Regions from separate parts of the Mus musculus genome. Here region 2 is linked to region 1. The links are chromatin contacts, called in public Micro-C maps. All regions are on one chromosome and are shown on one strand. The core of a region is the stretch at or near the end of the contact, and the rest is flanking DNA. Distances in the headings are between cores, read along the strand shown.

Region 1 (3,326 bases), core at 766-3,265:
CACGTGCATCCCCCCACTTCCTCACCACGCGCTTCCACGGGGAAGCTGCGCATCCAGCCCGTGATCAGCAAGAATCTTTCAAGGGTCTGCTCTGTGCCAGGCAGAGCCCAGGGGCTCTGGCTTGTGGGGCTCATGTTCTGGGGTGTCAATCCTCTGCCTATGAGGAGCTACAGGGAGAAAACAGAGCAGGAGAGAAGGCAGGTGACCCACACGTAGGGTCTCAGATGGGCTTCCTCAGCCACTGTATACACAGGCACACACACACACACACACACACGCGCGCGCGCGCGCACACACACACACACACACACACACACATGTCTGTGCAGATGCCAGGCCCTGTGACCAGTGGCTAACGTTACCACACTCCTCCTCCTTCTCACACCATCAGGGGAGCTAACCCAGCTGCATTTTGCACATAGAGAAACAGAGGCACCGAGACATTGGGCCTTGTCGCAAGATTGACCCAGGTCTCCTAATTTCAGGTCTGTCCTCAGGATTTGTCTTGGCCAGCTGGTCCCTGTGCCCCACGGCCACCCCCACCTTCCGAGGACCAGTGGGCAGGATATCCCAGGGGAGCAGGCCAAGAATACTTACTCATGGTGTCCTTGTTTCCTTTCCCAGGAGTGGGTCACCAGCACTGACATCCTGATCTCTCTAGATCGGCTCAACACGTTTGGGGATGACATCTTCAAGGACCCCAGAGTGCTCCAGTCTTACTACTACGCTGTGTCTGACTTCTCTGTGGGTGGCAGGTAGGTTGGAAGCAGGGCACAGGACCAGGGGGAGGCGGGCAACAGGCCCCACCTCAGGTCTATGAGCCACAGAGCAGCTGCTGGTAAAGTACCTGGGGTGATCCAGATGAGAAATAAACAGGACCCCCAAAACCTGTATGCATTTGAAGCCTTGCTGCTGGCTCCCTTCTGCCTCCACAGGCTACCCCCATCACGTTCCCACCAGGAAAGAGAAGAGACAATGAATTCCCACCCCAGGCCTGTAGCTGGCATATCAGACATGAATCCAGCAGCTCTCAATAAACACATCAGTGTGCCCCAGTGTGCCCGAAGGCCTGACTCAGTTCTGCAGAACAAATGCTAGGGGTGCCCTGGGCAGAATGCCCAACAGAGGCACCTTAAGGAAGGAAAGATTTTGGCTCACCAAAGTATAGTTGGAGGGTCCAGCAGCATGACGGCAGCAAGTGAGTCAGAGGGAGGTGAACACAGACATGTAGCTTGCTTTCTCATTATCCACCCGGGACCCCAGTCAATGGGACAATACCTCCCTCGCTCAGGACTCAGGCTGGGTTGTCCCTGCTCAGCAGACCCTCCCAGAGGTTTGTCTCCCGGGTGATTCTAGATCCTGTCTGGTGGACAATATGAGTCATCCATCCTTGGTACAGCAGTGTGGGACAGGGTGAGGACAGGGAGGAGGCAGAACCTGCAAGAGGCAGGGAGCTGGGACCATGATGATACTGTCAGGGCCGGGAGCCTGGGCTGACCTGTAAGAAGATGAGGATGTAGCTCAAAGTGACAGGTAGTGAATGTGGGCTGACAGTGAGGATGGCCCCCAGATGCTGGGCTCCCACCATGCAGAGATTCCTGGGCGATGTTAAAGATGGAGGAGGTGGGGAGGAGCTTGTGCCCAATACCTTGCCCTTCCATGGAAGACTATGTGTGAGAGGATCTCAGGGGACACAGGTGAGAAGCTACAGATGACCCACACACACTGTAAGTCAGGTCAGACCTCCCAGCAGGACTCCAAAGACAGTCATGACCTCCATCTGCTATGCCTGCTGTGAGGGGCTGCAGGCCAGAGAACATCTGGGTCCCAGCTGCGGGACCCAAACCACCCTGGGCCCCACAGCTGGCTGTGAAGGCCACTCTCAGGAAGGAACAGCACCTTCCCTTGGGTCAGAAGGATTCATGGGGGAGCAGGAGCTTGCAGCATCCTCTCAGGGATGGAGTATACTTCCTTAGTTCCCGTGGTGACCACCTGTCTTCCATGACTGACTGATGCTGACTCATTCCTACCAGCAGCCACAGGGTGTTGCTGCCTACCCCGAGCTCATGAACAAACAGTACCAAAACTCTGTGTTCCCAAATTAGAGATGGGGCCCTGGTAATGGCCAGTTATCCCACACTGCCCTCTGAGGACTTGACTTTGGGAAGCCAGGATGGGCTCTGTCTTGTGCTCTGTCCCTCAGTGTCTGCTGCAGCTGGGGAGTACAAGTCCCTCCCACCTCCAAAGACACTCCCACTTCCAAAGATACTCCCACTTCCAAGGACACTCCCACCTCCAGAGACACTCCCACTTCCAAGGACACTCCCACCTCCAGAGACACTCCCACTTCCAAGGACACTCCCACCTTCAAAGACTCTAGAGAGGTCTGATGCTATTTGTGGGACCTCATCTTAAGCAAGGCAGGAGCAGGCCACCATGGGCTCTGAGCCACCAGTGATGGTGGCCACACAATGTCAGCCTCTACCCGGCACTCTACATTACCCACCTCCCAAAGCACATCGTTTTGTTTTTGTGGACTTCACGTCCCTTGACCTTGTGGGTGTCATGGGAATGCAGGCCCAGGGCGCAGACTCTGCCGCCTACTTGGAAGCTTTCCCCACTGCATTGGACACTCCTTTCTTGCTCTTTTTGACACAATTGCAGAATTACCTGAGGTGACCCCAGCCCTCGAAGGATTGACCCTGTGACCTCTTGCCCTCCCTGACCCAGGAAGCTGAATTGACTTCTCCCTGAGCCCCAGGTTCCCCCAGAGTTCCCAGGCAGAGACCTTCTGTTGCAGCCTTGGACAGCCTTCCAGGCCTCAGTTTCTCAATCTGCTCAAAGCTGACAACAGGAGGCTGGCGAAGACAGGTGTGCTGGTTAGCTAGAATTTTGTCAAAAAGACACAGGCTTCAGTCATTTGGGAAGAGGAACCCTCAATTGAAAAAAATATATATCTCCACCAGACTGGCCTGTAGGCAAGTCTCTGAGACAGTTTTTTTTAAAATGGCTGACAAGCTGGGCTTGGTGGTGCACGCCTTTAATCCCAGCACTCGGGAGGCAGAGGCAGGTGGATTTCTGAGTTCGAGGCCAGCCTGGTCTACAAAGTGAGTTCCAGGACAGCCAGGGCTACACAGAGAAACCCTGTCTCGAAAAACCAAAAAAAAAAAAAAAAAGGTTGACATGGCATTATCCAGCCCACTGTGGGTGGTGACATCTCTGGGCAGGTGGTCCTGTGTTATACAAGAAAGCAGGCTGAGGAACTCATGGAGAGCAAGCCAGTATGCAGCATTCTCTCATGGCCTCCCCATCAGCTCCTACCTCTA
Region 2 (3,542 bases), core at 258-2,757, 110 kb before region 1:
GCTGAGGAACAGAAGAGACTTGAAGAGCCCAGCAGCCAGTGGTGGGCGGCATGGGATGAATGTCCTCCGCACAGCTGGGCAGCAGCAGCCGCATGCTGTGGTACATGAGAGCAGCCCATGCTGTTAAAGAACAGTAGACAGCATCTCCATAGTCTTTTAGAACCCATGTTTGGTGATAACACGTCATCACGCTGGCTCTGGTCGTGATTTGCTTCTCATTGTGGCTGACCAAAGCGGAAAAGCACCAAGAACAAAAGCACACTTAGCATGAGGTCTGATGAGGCTCTCTGCCCAGGGAAGCTGATTTTCATGAAACCTCTTCCGTACCACACAGGCAGACTCCCTGCAGACACCACATGTGGCCTACTGTCCTTGCCTCCAGAGCCTTGTTCTTGCAGCTAGGGAGACCCTGCCACTCACTGTTGCTGCTTCCTGCTTGTGGGAGTTGATTCAAAGCAACAGTGGCTTAGGTTTAAGGAGGCCGAGGAGTACAGACCACAGCCCTTCAGACTCAGCCTGGAAAGGGTCCATCTCTGGCCCTGTGTTGTGTGACCTACACAGATGGTTCTCTGCGTGCTCAGAGAGCTGCTGGTAAGACTGATTTAGAATCTGGGTGATTGACCCCCTAGTCAGTGATGATTGCTTCATTAGGTGCTCATGGCAGTGCATAACTAAGTAGCTCAGGGTCTATCTGACCTGTGAGGCACTCTGGAAAGTGGATCTCTCAAGCCAGCTGCATTTCAGATTCTTCACACTGTTTCCTCTTTTAATGTTAAGGGTGTTGGGTCAGGAAGCAAACAGTACTTGTAAAAATAGTTCTAAGACCCCACAGAAGGTCCACAGCAATACCAGGCCACTCTGACCTATGGCCCATTGACTCACTGGGCCAGACAGGATACCTGACAGGAACATCTGAAGGGAGAAAAGATCCAACTTGGCTCATGGTGTCAAAGCTTTCAGTCCACCACTGCAGAAAGCATGGCAGAGCGGCTGTTCTTTGGTGGCAGGAGTGTGTGACACAGTTGTTCCCATGATTGTAGCCCAGGAAGAGAACCAGAGACTGGGTCTGACCTTTCGAGACCTGCCTGTAATGAGAACTCCTCCCAAGCAAGCCCTAGCTCCTGAGGGTTCCACAGCCTCCCACAATTGCTCCGTCAGCTTGGGGGCAGCTGTTCACAACATGAGCCCTGGGTGAGAATTTGCCCCACAGGAGTCTTCACATCACCAGGACAAGACTCCTTGAGCCTCTCAAGGGCAGTGTATCCAGTGCTCATCAGAGGCAGTGGCCTAGACTGAGGGGAGGTTGTCACTGCCTTAGCCCTTGAAGCTGTCTTCCCTCCTAGGCACTTCCTTGCTAAACAGATCTCATGCATCTGAACTTCCCTTCTGCAGGAGGACACCATGGAGGTGGAGGAGTTCCTGAAGGAAGCGGCGGTGATGAAGGAGATCAAACACCCTAACCTGGTGCAGCTGCTAGGTAACCAAGCACGGACTCAGAAGAGGAGCCGCCACTGCTGGCTCTGCAGGGCTCTGCTCCAAATGTCTGGCTGAGTGGGCACCCCTTCCTGATAAAAGAGAACTGAGTGTTTCAGGGCGTGTGGGGAGGTCAGACTAACCATGCTTTGTCTGCTCAGTTCTTCATGTGGGGTCTGGGGTCAGGCCTGCGTGGCAAGTGCTTTTATCCACTGAGCCCTCCTACCAGGCCAGGACCCCTTTTAGTGCCAGACTTTCCTAGGGCTCCTTTCCCTGAGCCACATGCTGAAGCCTCTGTGTCTGTTGTCAGGGGTGTGTACCCGGGAACCACCATTCTACATAATCACTGAGTTCATGACCTATGGGAACCTGCTGGACTACCTGAGGGAGTGTAACCGGCAGGAGGTGAGCGCCGTGGTACTGCTCTACATGGCCACACAGATCTCATCAGCCATGGAGTACTTGGAGAAGAAGAACTTCATCCACAGGTAGGGCTGGGTAAAGCAGAGGACCCAGCTGTGCGGTCTTAGGGCTCAGCCCCAGCCTTGGTCCTGGCAGACACAAGTGCCTGACGTAAGCGCTGCTTGCGGGACTAAATGCTTCAAGGCCTGGGCCAGTGGAGCAGCTAATCCCTGGGGAAAGAAGTGTTTCATTTCTGAGCCACTTCGGATTTAGTTGAATATTAAATGAAATTCGTAAAAGGCCTTCTTCCTGATAGTCTTGGTTCCCTCTGAAACCGAGCATTCCTGAGGCCAGCACTCACTCGGTAAAGCCTCTCTCTGCCTGGGCTTAGCTTCATTGTGTGGCTTTTCCTCCTTTTCTTTGTGTTTCCTTGCCTACCAGCTGTCACCGGGTTTAGGGATGTTTCCATGGCTGGAGAATTATATACATGCAAGCCGGTTGCTGTTTTTAAAACCCAGAGTGTTTTGACCTTCAAGTGTGCCACAATTATCTGGGTTTGCATGCTTTGCTGGTGGAAGTGGCTTCCTAGCAGAGTGACAACCTGTGCAGGAGGGAGCCTGATGGGCTTGGCCCAACTCCGTCATGCAAGATGTTCTCCACGCCACTGTGGTGACCTTTCCTACCCAATTAACTCAAGTGTGAAACCTCAACATGAGATTTCATAGCCAGGAATAAGTAGCGTGTATGAAATGCTGGCAGCCCCTCGGAAGACAGATCTTTTTCTGCTCCACGAGAGCCCAATCCAAATGCTCCTGTCGCTCAGCAAAGTGTAGCCTCTGATGCTGCAAATTGAGATTTCCTGACTTCTGGCTCGCCTTGCATGGCCAGCTCCGTTCCCCCTCCATTCACATACTAAAAATGCCTTACCAAAAATCCTATTAGGCACAACTCTTGTGTGTTTAATTTTTCTCTCATTGCTGGTGATCAAGCTGTATCACGCAGTCGTTGCCCTGAGCTGCCTCATACTCTCATTCCTTGGTTCCCAGTTACCTCAGGACTTCATGGTTAACAGCCATGAACCAAAGATTAGACCCTTCCTCCCGTGAAGATTCAGGAGGTGATTATATGGGAGAGTTTCTCAAACACTTGAGTCAACATCAGGAAGCAAGAAGAAAGTAGGGATATCACATACAGCTGCCCAAGGCACACCCTGTTACTGTCGTCATTTTATATGTGAGGTAATTAACAACTCCAGGTCATGGGACAGGACCTGCCCCCATTGCCACCCTGTCTGCTTGTGGTGTTGCTGCTGTAGCCCGACTGGTATTTGCTGAGGAACTGTTGCTCCACAGCAGGGTATTTGAAAGCTTCTGGGGACTACACTTGGTCTTCTTTTGTCAGCGTCATACCTGTCAATAGTAGGGGAGCTACACACCTAGGGAGTCAGCCAGGAGCACCCACAGATGACCCTTTTTCTTCCTCAGAGACCTTGCTGCCCGGAACTGCCTGGTAGGGGAAAACCACTTGGTGAAGGTGGCTGATTTTGGCCTGAGCAGGTTGATGACAGGGGACACCTACACGGCCCATGCTGGAGCCAAATTCCCCATCAAATGGACCGCACCTGAGAGCCTGGCCTACAACAAGTTCTCCATCAAGTCGGACGTGTG

What was found. A called contact is a pair of places that touch in the nucleus more often than the background predicts.
Region 2: a Micro-C map of muscle stem cells shows a contact between it and region 1, with 3 times the contacts expected there. The contact joins two enhancer-like sites. A contact is called at or near these places in 2 of 39 promoter capture datasets (the SN4741 cell line and macrophages), 2 of 15 datasets of contacts at CTCF or cohesin (hippocampal excitatory neurons and large pre-B cells), 65 of 484 Hi-C or Micro-C datasets (the 3T3-L1 cell line, 3T3-L1-derived adipocytes, 8-cell embryo and 42 more), 9 of 115 datasets of contacts at active chromatin or transcription factors (the HPC-7 cell line, T-cell acute lymphoblastic leukemia, astrocytes and 6 more) and 3 of 9 other capture datasets (adipose tissue, liver and pancreatic islet).

Annotation. Positions count from the first base shown.
Region 1 is chr2:31,899,851-31,903,176 of GRCm38.p6, forward strand. It overlaps Lamc3 (laminin gamma 3), which reads left to right. Exons shown (of 28, transcript NM_011836.4): 3 at 625-755. Among named protein-coding and RNA genes, the nearest start is that of Lamc3, 14 kb to the left of the region's middle. Within about 2 kb of position 2,016, at least 29 of the 459 cell types and tissues checked have an H3K27ac peak or open chromatin away from gene starts, as enhancers often do. A contact at or near this core is called in muscle stem cells, where this site is marked.
Region 2 is chr2:31,788,879-31,792,420 of GRCm38.p6, forward strand. It overlaps Abl1 (c-abl oncogene 1, non-receptor tyrosine kinase), which reads left to right. Exons shown (of 11, transcript NM_009594.4): 5 at 1,393-1,477; 6 at 1,784-1,961; 7 at 3,360-3,542. Among named protein-coding and RNA genes, the nearest start is that of Qrfp, 20 kb to the right of the region's middle. Within about 2 kb of position 1,508, at least 9 of the 459 cell types and tissues checked have an H3K27ac peak or open chromatin away from gene starts, as enhancers often do. A contact at or near this core is called in muscle stem cells, where this site is marked.